Regions from separate parts of the Mus musculus genome. Here all the other regions are linked to region 1. Evidence: chromatin contacts called from public promoter capture Hi-C data. All regions are on one chromosome and are shown on one strand. The core of a region is the stretch at or near the end of the contact, and the rest is flanking DNA. Distances in the headings are between cores, read along the strand shown.

Region 1 (3,375 bases), core at 274-2,773:
TCCCCTCATCAGGAACCAAATGAAGCTTTGTTGAGCAAGCAGACGGGCAATGTCTCCGTTTTAGAGACCCTTTCTCTTAATCCATTTATATCTGTGTGAAACAGGTATCAGTAGCATGGTTTTTAAAGAACTGGGTATAGAAATTGAAAGGTTTAATTTCCAGGTTCATAATGATAACAGTAAACTCAAACTATAGTTTTCTTTTAGAAATTCAATGGAATAGTCCTCTCTCTCTCTCTCTCCCTATGTAGATGGCCTTAAACATTTGAGTCTCCTATGTCCTCCTTCCAAGTTCCAGGATTACAGGAATGAGGCACTATACCCTGCTTTCCTTTTGAGACAGACTTCTTTTTTTTTTTTTTTTTTTTTTTTTTTCTGAGGCAGGGTTTCTCTGTGTAGCCCTGGCTGTCCTGGAACTCACTCTGTAGACCAGGCTGGCCTCGAACTCAGAAATCCGCCTGCCTCTGCCTCCCGAGTGCTGGGATGAAAGGCGCGCGCCACCACCGCGCAGCTGAGACAGAAACTTCTTATGAAGGCCAGGGTGACCTCTAAATCTTGGCACTCCTCCAGCCTCACCCTACCCAGTACTGATACATAAACCTTCACTGCCAAGGGCAGTTTGATAGGCTACTTCTAGGCTTCAGTTTCCTTCTATGTAAAGGGAATTCCTGAAATTGTAGAGTTGGCAGATTCACTAAAACATGAAGCAACCAGAAAGTATACCCCGAAGGGAATGTCCTTAACATTAAAAATTATTCTACATTTGTCTGCAATTCAGAATTAACTGGCCACTCCCGTTTTATCTAGCAGCACTGTACCCGCAATACAGTGTAGGCAATACGTGTACAATGCATATTAAGTCCTTATTACTGTACACAGCAATTAGTGAGAGCTCTGTACATTTTTGTTGTTGCTGTGTTGCCTTTTATTACTGGTTTTTAATTTGGGAGACAGAGTCTCAGAAAATCTTTAGTAAAATTTGGATCTGATTCCAAAGCCCCATTTCCCCTCTAAAATCTGCTCTGCATAGAGTTTCCACGGCACTTCAGTCAGAAGAAGGTAGCGTTGTTCTCAAGAAAGCTTCCCGGTCCCCACACTTTCAAAGCCAAGGGGCTGTTCGGGCCGTCGCGGCAGCCCCAGCACACGCGTCGCGGGCGGACACTCGCGCGTCCCGCGCCAGCTCGTCCACTCAGCAGCCGCGCCGCGCCTCGGTCGCCCTCCCATAGGTCCTTCCGGGCGACAGGCGAGGGCTTTTCATTTTCCCGCCTGCACGCCCAGCTCCGTAAACCTCAGCGTCCCCTCGCTTTGCCTTCCGAGCCCGCTCCACCCTTCCGGACGCCACCTTCCCCCCCACCCGCCTGCAGGACGACAGCTCGGAGGGGCGGCCGCCGCCCTGGTAGGAGGCGGGACGAGGCAAGGGCGGGCTGCGGGAGGCGGGACGGAAGGAGGGGCGGGGCCAAGCGCCTTGGCGCCGCGTTGTCATGGCAGCGGGGCGGGGAGGAGGGGAGGAAGCGAGCAGGCGGGAGGGGTGGGGGGGGGGGGGATGTGGTGCTGCGGCGGCCGCCACCGCAGCTGCCACTGCCTGCTCGCGCCTGGGTGTCCCGGAGGCGGCTGCTGGGAGCCACGGGAGCAGCTGCGGTGCTCTGCCATATTGTGTCTGGCCCGGCCCGGCCCTCGCCTCTGGTTCGCGGCGGCTGAGTGACGGTGAGTCCCCGGGGTCGCGCGGCGCGGCGCGGCGCGGAGGCAGCGTGTGCGGCCGGCGCTGGGCGTGGGGGCGCGGAGGCGGCTGTCCCGTGACGCGCCGGGACATTTTTGTGTCCCGGGAAGAATTGGCGCCCCTGCGCGGGGGTGTACCCGGCGCGCGGCTCCGGCAGAGCGTGGGCTGCCCCGGGGGTGTGGAACCGAGGCGAGCACGGGTCCCCGGGAGTGAGGAGTTAGGAGTTTTCTCCCGAGGTAATGACCGTACCGGAGGGGGCGTCGCGCAGTCGGAGCCACAGAGGGCAGAGGACGCCCAGGCGGAAACCTGCGACCCCGGGAGTTGCTGCTCTAAGAGTCCCGGGGAGCCCGCGCCAGCCACGTCGCCGCTCCGGCTCCCATCCGAGCGGGACGCGCGCGGCGTGGAGTCCCAGTCCGGGGCCCGGCCCGGCCCGGGCGGGATGGCTGGGCCCGGAGAAGTAGTGCCCAGGAGGACTCGCGTAAACTTCGGGCGCGGGGCCCCGATGTGGGGTGGCGACCCCAGCCCGGTTCTCGCGGCCGGAGGCGCCCCCAAGCCTGGCTGGCCCGGGCCGGGGGTGGGGTGGGGTGGGGTGGGGGTGGGACTTGGACTGTTTCGGCGTTGCAACATGTGCACTTCCTGTTCGCCATCTCCTTCGGGGCCGAGGTTACTTCTGCCCTCCGGCCCGGCGCTCGGGCCGGGAGGGTGCGCGGTGGTCCGCGGCCTTGAGCTTGGGTGCCGGCCGGCGTGCAGTGCCCGGCAGCCCGAAGCCGAGCCGGGGAGGTTAGGGGCAGGGAGTCCACGTGCTCGGTGCTCGGTCTTGCACTGCAAACTCCGCCCCCGGCTGCCCTCCGGCAAAATGCCTGGGTTCCCACCGCCGCACCTCACGCGAGTTGGGGGTAGCAATTTCATTGGGAAGCCGCGCTCTCGAGATCTTCTTGCACTTGGTTTCTGCTTTAAAGCTTTCCTTTTTCCACCTTTTGGGTGGCGGTGGGAGGAGTCATAAGTGCAGAGAAATGACAGACTTTTTTTTTTTTTCCCCTACTTGCAACTCCGCTGTGAGCGGTTAATTATTTCCAGGTTAGTTGGTGCTCTTTTCTCCTGTCTTCTGATTGTGACAGCCACGTGGCCGGCTGAGTGCAATAGAGTGCTCTAGCGGCCAGAGAGCTTGAGGCTTCTCTCGCAGCAGGGGCTTTGTAATGGTATAGTCTTGGCTTCTGCGCTCTAATAAGAGGAAGTGGAAAAAGCCGAACCGATCACATCTAGTTGTTTCACCTGAATCGTAGAATGGCTTTCCTTTGCAATTCTGGTAAGGTGTCTATTGCCATTTTTGCCATTCGCTGCAACTTTGATGATTCATCTTAAAATTTCAGCAGTGTTAGGTATCTTCAAAGAGCGACAGGGCAATGTCTTTATAAAAAGAGTTCCCCGACTCTTTAGAAAAATCGTTTTAATTTCAAAGCCAATAACGAGCGATTCTAATGAATCTGAAATGATAACATTCTGGCATTATTTCGGGCTTATGAAAAAAACTCATTTGTTTCTTTTTACACAGATTAGCAATGAAATTATCTTTTTAAGGATAAATACTAGTTTTGTATGTAGTCAGATTTGAGCAGAATTCATAGGTGGAAATTATAGTATATAAAAGTGAAAGAGAA
Region 2 (3,375 bases), core at 531-3,030, 1.3 Mb before region 1:
TGCTGGAGCAGTAAGAAAGTGGAGAGAGGCTTGTTCTCTGGTTCCAAGAGCTCTGGAGAGAAAGCTAATGTGGTACTGTAAAACAATACAAGGAACAGAGGAGGAGAAGGCTTGGGGAAGTTCGGAAAGTATGGGTTCCAATGTGGAACTTACTCCAATAGACAAGTAGAGCGGCTAAAAGCTGCTTAGGAATGCAGATCTGGCCCTCACTGACCGGACGCCGGACGTCCATCCGTGATTCTATCTGAATGGCTAGATCATCTCCTGTGCACTGTGTGCCTTCCAAATAAGAGGGCTGAGGGCCAGAACCTGCTACTCTCAAGGAGTCAAAGAGAACAGACAGTTGAAAAATAACTGAGAAAGCAATCTGAGGGTGTACAATGTTAAGAAAGGTAGGGTGGGGCTGAAAAGAGTCTAAGAAAAGCCTTCAAGAAAAAGGTAGTCTGCCGGTCCCACTGCAAAGCATTAAAGACTAAAGGTGGTCAAAAATCTCAATATTCAGCAGGTTGAAGTAGGAGCACCATTACCTAGAAGACAGCTTGGGCTACATATTGCGTTCCAAATCATGCTAGGCTATACAGTGAGACTGTTTCAAACAAACCGGACTAAGGTGTGTGTGACCCTATGTGTATGCCGCTGATAGAAGGACCACTTTGGGGAGATACGCAGGGGGAACAGACTACTGTATTTGAATCATGAAGTAAACAAGTCTTTTTGTCTGAGCACCGGAAAGTAGTATGTCTAAGAAGTGGCCAGTTAGCTTACGAGTGGTAACCACGGTTCTACACTTGATCTTAGCCAAAAGGCCAAGAAGCGGTGGTAACCACGGTTCTAAAGGGGCAGCTGAGGAGTCTCGCGGGTATCACAACCCCCCATTCACTTCTCTGTCCTTGCTGTCATTTCCACGGCCGGGGCGATCCACATAAAATGCAAGCAAAGAGAGGAAGCGACAACACCCCTCCCCTCGTGTATGACTCATCTTCGTGGCAGCTGAGAGCCTGGATAGGAAGAGTTGAATTCAATGAGGTGCCCGGTTTCCCGTTGAATATTGGAATTCAGTGACTCGGATGGCTCCATGCTGAAGGGAGCTAGGGAGACTCATTCACATTTTTTTCCTACCCGGCACTCGCAACCTCCATTCAGCATTTTCCCCTTGGTCTCCCTAACGGAGCCCAAAGGAACAAAGCTACTCCCCACCCGCACCTCGGGTTGACCTTCCACCCGAGCGCCCACCCCTAGCCCGTTCCACGGCCACGTGACCCTCTCCAGCCTCCTAGCCTCCCGGGCCTCTCCCCCTCCCCTCCAGTCCGAGCCCGCTTGGCCCCGCCCACCCCGCCCACGTGTCAGCCTCTCTCCCACCTGACTGGCTCCTCCCTCTTCGGCCGAACCCGGCCGCTTGTCTCAGCTGCCCGACTCCAAAATGGCAGCCGCGCACAGCACGCACCAGCGCGGCCGGACCTCCTTAACTCGCCGGCCTCCCCTCTTTAGCTCCCAGCCTCCCTCCTCCGGCCTTCACCTACCCGCCTCTGGATTGGCCGCCGGGAGTCCCGCCCACCTGGAGCCCCGCCTGCCATTGGTCACGGTAGGCTGCCCTTCAGAGAGGCGTGGCCCAGCCCGCCCCCCACCCCGGGAGGTATTTTCCATTCCGGTGGGGGGCTGGGGGGGCGGGGGGAGGGGAGAGGGTGACGAGGGGGAGGCGGCCGGGAAGGGGTGGGGGCTGGCGGGGGCATCCGGCCGAGCTGGGGTCCCCGGGCTCCGTCCGGAGGAAGCGAGGCTGCGCCGCCGGCCCGGCAGGAGCGGAGGACGGGACGCGCGGGCGGTCGCGCTCGCCCTGTCGCTGACTGCGCTGCCCCGGCCCATCCTTGCCTGGCCGCAGGTGCCCTGGATGAGGCCGCCGCGCGTGTCCCGGCCGCTGAGTGTCCCCCGCGGTCGCCCGGCGCCTGCCCTCAAGCGGCCGCCTCTCCTTGCCCGGGTCCCCGTTTTCCCCCGGCGCAGTCCTCCTCCGGTGGGCGCCTCCGCACCTCGGCGCAGGCGGCACGGCCCTCGGGCCGGGATGGATCCGCCGGGAAGAGGAAGACAAGCCGGGGCGTTGAGCCCCTGCGCACGGTGCCGCCGCGCGTAGTGGGAGCTTACTCGCAGTAGGCTCTCGGTACGTCTCGGAGGAATTGCTTTTCGGTGGGAGTCGGGACACCTAAGGGGAAGAAGGGGTCGTCTGGGGCCGATAGGAGGGCATTCGTCATCGGGGTCGTGGTGGGTCGAGACTGGGTGGGGGAGGTCGTCGGTGCCCACTGCCAAGGGTAGAGGGGGTCCAGGCAGGTCACCTAAGAGCTCCATAGCTCCGACCTGAGGGTCCTCAAGGGCGACGATAAAAGGTCTACCGGGACGTGAAGGAAGGACCGGGGAGCGTGGATGCGGGAAAAGACTGGAGCATCTCTGGGGGGTTTAACCTGGGGTGGTTATTACAGGATGCGGAGGCGGCCGCAAGGAAGACCCCGCTCCAAGTCCTTGAGCTTTTAATAAATGGTTCTTTGGTGCTGGGACTTGGGCATTCGAGTAGCTGAAGCGGAGTGAGTTTGTGGAGAGGGAGTTGCATTGACAGAAGGATGCTGAGGAACAACGTGAATACCCTTGGTTTGGTTCTCAACTTTGAAGGCTATGGGGGTCAGCCACGAGCTTTTGGCATTTTTTTATTTTGGTGTTCCAAGCAAAAGGTGGCTGGCTGCTGGACTTCGTCAGTGATTCCTTATTTTAAATTGTATGTATATATTTGATGGGGTTGGGCAGTTACCAGTTCTCCTGGACATTCTTCCAACTACACCTTGACATTCTTACAGCAGCTTCTCATCTACACCGGAGGCCTGCTCCTTTCAAAGTTAACACTAGGCTAGACTGTCCTATTACGATTTACTGACATTTATCCTAGAAGACGATTAAGTCATGCTTGCTTTTAACTGTTTCTTTACAGGGCCGTGTAAAATTGAACTGCATGTTCTATAGAAGTTTAAAAATGGTTTCTCTTTAAGGAATGAAATGAAAAAGATGCTGGTGTTAGAAGGCTCTGCTAAAATGAGCTCGAGTGTTCTAACAGTTGGGAATTTAGTCAAATGCGTACTTTAATCTTAATAGTCTCTCGGATTCATAGTCCCTTTTTGAAATCGGCCTAGCAACGGAAGGAAGACACAGCAGGAAGCGGTGACTGTTGTCTGGAGTTCACCTTTGTGATTGTCCTGCAGGGATGTTACCTTTTTCATGTCTGTGGACTAGAAAGAGTAAGCTGAGAATTGCACAGCTAGTCTGTAGTCTCCTGTTAAACTCACACCTGTATTACTAATTTCATACATTTGTTGAGTTTCCTATGGCTTACAAAATGAAAAC
Region 3 (3,375 bases), core at 409-2,908, 1.2 Mb before region 1:
ATACTATGACAGCAGGCGTGCACCACCACATGCAACAAACCCCACTTGCTACTTGCCTTTTATCTCACCAGATGTTATTAATGCAGTCACAGCTCTGTGACTTTTTCGTTTGTTCTTTTTCCTATAGGTTTCCACTCTCTCTTCCTAATGCTGGTCATTAGAAGATGAGGATCTTGGCTCTGCTAGCAAAGAGCTGAGACGCGGTCAGGCGCCTGGAGGAACACTTGCTTTGTATCTGAGGCACGAACTCTGTGCCCTCCCGTGCCCACACTCAAACTGATGATAGAGTCAAACAGACAAGAGCTAATGCTCTCTGCAGCCAGTCCTCCAGTATTTGCAACCGTGGTTGACAAAAGAATGGGAAGAAAAGATGGGGTTTCTTTGTTTCTATCAGTCTACCCTTCCCCTTTCTGTCAATCCTGCTGTTCCCTCTGGCCCCAGGGGTATCTCCCACTAACACTCTGACTAGGTAAATTGAAAACGCATTCTCAGGATACCCAAGTCAGTCTTTCACTCTTTCTGCCTTCCCCAACCCTCTCCCCACCCCATCCCCCTGCCCCACCGCCTCCGTGAAACCTAGTTCTGCAGAACCTCAGGTTCTGCACACAGGGGCAGGGAATCTTGCCTTCCAGGGAGGAAGGGGGCTTCATTTCGATCACACGGAGGAGCTGAAGTTTTGATAGGGACCGGCCCTGGTAATGGGCGTCAGGAGCCTGTGCTCTGATAGACCCGAAAACCTTAGTTCTGTACTGAAACTTGAAGCTGTAAATTTCCCGGCAGCAAGGGGCAGGGAGTGGAAGGACCTCCCGGAGAAGTAGAAAGCGGTCAGTTTCGAACTACTGAAAAGCTTGCCTGAAATCATTCTCGAACGTTTTCGGAATGGACCTCACAACAAGTGACTTAAGTACAGGCCCTGGGGATTTTTTTTTCAGTGTTGGCTGTGGTTTTAGCTACATCCTCAATTCCCAGGCAGGATTGACAGCTCCAGTTTCACCGAGGGTGGGGTCACGATACTTGCCTTCTAGCCAGGGTAGTCCTGGCTCCGCCCTCCAAGCCCCGCCCAGAGTCCTTTGAACTTCTGGGCACCGCTGGCCTTAGAGCGGAGCAGAGCGGAGTCGGGCGCTCCCTGGAGTTCTGATCAGCCTTTAGACACCAAAATAAAGTAGCAGCAAGTGGAAAATCAGCTGAGATCCTCTTTTAGAACCCAGAGTAGGCATTCCGATGGAAAGAGGAGTCCGGCAGTTAAAACAAACATAAACCCTCTCCGAGTTGGGGACATCCGAAGAGCTTAGGGACTTGCCCCGGCCGGTCTATCCGCAGCCCTGCGGGCGGGCGCGTTGCATCCGACCCGGATCCGCCAAGAGCCCGGGACCAGGACTGTCCTGTCGGCCGCTCCTCGGATTTGTGACGTGCCTCAGGCTGTGGCGGTGACGGGGCCACCACACAAAGCCGGGCGGTCCGGGCGGAGGACCCCAGGCCAAGAGTCCTGACGGGATGGGGAGGGAACGGGGAGCGAGGCGCCCCCGGGCTCCCGGGCTCCCCGCAGCATTAAAGTGAGCACCCAGTCAGCGGCGGGGAGCCGGCGGAGGGCGGCCCGAGATCGCCGTGTGCGCGCTTGGCTTCTGTGGCCTCGCTGGCGGTCGGCTCGCCTAGCCCGGCGGGGGATAGCCACGCCCACTTTGGGGTGGAGCCGCGGCCCGGGGAGGTTCCGCTGTTGGAGACGCCCGGGCACGGGGCGGGAGCTGTGGCAGCAGCTGCTGCACAGGAGGAGACAGCAGCGTCAGGAGCTGCTGCAGCAGCGGCGGAGGCTGCTTCTGGACGCCTTGGGGTCGCGCAGCCGCAGCCCCAGTCCAGAGGCTCCAGGCGGTGCGGTGGGCGCTGCCGCCGCCGCTGCTGCTGCTGCTGCTGCGGGCCCCTTGCCGTTACCCGGGCCCCCTCTGCCACCCGGGCCCCGGATGCCGTCTGCACTCCCGTCAAGCCTGCTGGAGAGTGCTCCCCAGCCTGGACGCCGCCCCCGGCCTGGTCTCCACTCCTCCGCCGCACCTCCCATGACAGCTCCTGCTCGAAGATGGCTGCGAAGGGCGCGCACGGCACCCACCTGAAGGTGGAGAGCGAGGTGGAGCGCTGCCGCGCCGAGGGCCAGTGGGACCGCATGTTCGAGCTGGCCCGGCATCTGCAGATGCTGGGCATTTCCGGCGGCGGCAGTAGCAACCGGCGAAACAGCCCGAGCGGCAGGTTCACCACTCTGGACACCGGTGAGTGAGGGAAGGGCAGATTCGCCCGGAGCGAGCGCGCGAAAAGCACCGCCTCGTCCAGGAAGCGCGACTCAACCGACCCGTCCCGGAGCCGGCGCTGGGTGCTACCCTCCGGCTTGCCGAGGCAGTTAGGAAAGTCGTCTGTCCCAAGAGAAAAATCGCTTTGCAGATTGGGTGTTTGAAGAGAAGAGAGAGAAAGAGAAAAGTTTGTGCTCTCTGCCTTTTAAGGTCACGTGGGTAACCCTACCCTGAAATGGAGGTTTCTGTAGGTATCAGAGAAGTGCATTCATTAGACCGGACCGTTGCCTCCCTAAACTGTCGAAACTCCCTCATGTTAAATTTGTTCCTCTGTGTCTTCTCTTATTTTCCCCTCAAATAAAGTTGAGACCAAGCTCTGTCCACAGCAGACTTAGACCGATGCGTTTGGTCAGAGAAGAGGCCGGCGAACCTCAGTTTCTTCGCCAGTGGCGGACACTGGCCCCATCCAGTCCTGGCAGCCTGTGGCTTTTGCAGCAGGGCTGGTTTAGTTGGGCTGGGCTCTTGTGCTGGGGCGGGAAAGCACCCTGATGGGGTAGAGGGAGAACCCCGCCCAGTCTTCAGACCCAGATCCTGTTTCGGGTGTCTTGCTCTCTGCGGTGGGAGAGGTTCAGAGCCCGCCGCGTGTGCACACCCACCTTTTCCGAAGTGGGCAGAGAATAAGTCCGACTATAAAGAGTTTTCCAAAACCACCCAGCCCGGGACACCTCTGTGGGAGCGATGGGGTGATTATAACCCTGATCCAATATAGTGCTTACTGTGTGCCACACCAACCTCGGGACTTTAGCCGTCACTCCTCCCAGCGACTCCTGTTTCCTGGATTTGCTGTATTTATAGGTAAATAGCTTCATCAATCAGCCAGTAAGTTGTGAAATCTGAACCCAGGATTCTGAGTACACCTTTTCGTTTGTCCTGTGTTCTCTCAAAGATGAGTACCCTTGCAGAGCAACTAGAGTGGATAGGAGGCAGGATGGTAGACAGTTATGGCTTAGATTGTAGAGCTCAGAGGAAAGGCAGCAGGCTTCAGAGTTGCAGCGGACCCTACAATAGAAGGGCAAGGTATTTCCCAGCATCCTGCATGCAG

What was found. Promoter capture Hi-C pulls out the DNA fragments that hold promoters and counts their contacts.
Region 2: a promoter capture Hi-C map of pre-B cells shows a contact between it and region 1, with 8 times the contacts expected there. The contact joins the promoter of Socs5 here to the promoter of Foxn2 in region 1. A contact is called at or near these places in 2 of 39 promoter capture datasets (liver and pre-B cells) and 1 of 115 datasets of contacts at active chromatin or transcription factors (pancreatic cancer cells).
Region 3: a contact with region 1 is called in a promoter capture Hi-C map of pre-B cells, with 2.9 times the contacts expected there. The contact joins the promoter of 4833418N02Rik here to the promoter of Foxn2 in region 1. A contact is called at or near these places in 4 of 39 promoter capture datasets (the C10 cell line, liver, neutrophils and 1 more) and 1 of 115 datasets of contacts at active chromatin or transcription factors (microglia).

What each region holds. Positions count from the first base shown.
Region 1 is chr17:88,439,181-88,442,555 of GRCm38.p6, forward strand. Foxn2 (forkhead box N2) reads left to right here and starts at 1,524. Exons shown (of 6, transcript NM_180974.5): 1 at 1,524-1,704.
Region 2 is chr17:87,105,899-87,109,273 of GRCm38.p6, forward strand. It overlaps Socs5 (suppressor of cytokine signaling 5), which reads left to right and starts at 1,781. Exons shown (of 3, transcript NM_019654.2): 1 at 1,781-2,149. It overlaps Gm30510 (a long non-coding RNA gene), which reads right to left and starts at 1,449. Exons shown (of 2, transcript XR_877091.1): 1 at 1,360-1,449.
Region 3 is chr17:87,281,156-87,284,530 of GRCm38.p6, forward strand. 4833418N02Rik (RIKEN cDNA 4833418N02 gene) reads right to left here and starts at 1,659. Exons shown (of 5, transcript NR_015506.3): 1 at 1,019-1,659. Ttc7 (tetratricopeptide repeat domain 7) reads left to right here and starts at 1,731. Exons shown (of 20, transcript NM_028639.3): 1 at 1,731-2,255. The coding sequence starts at 2,069.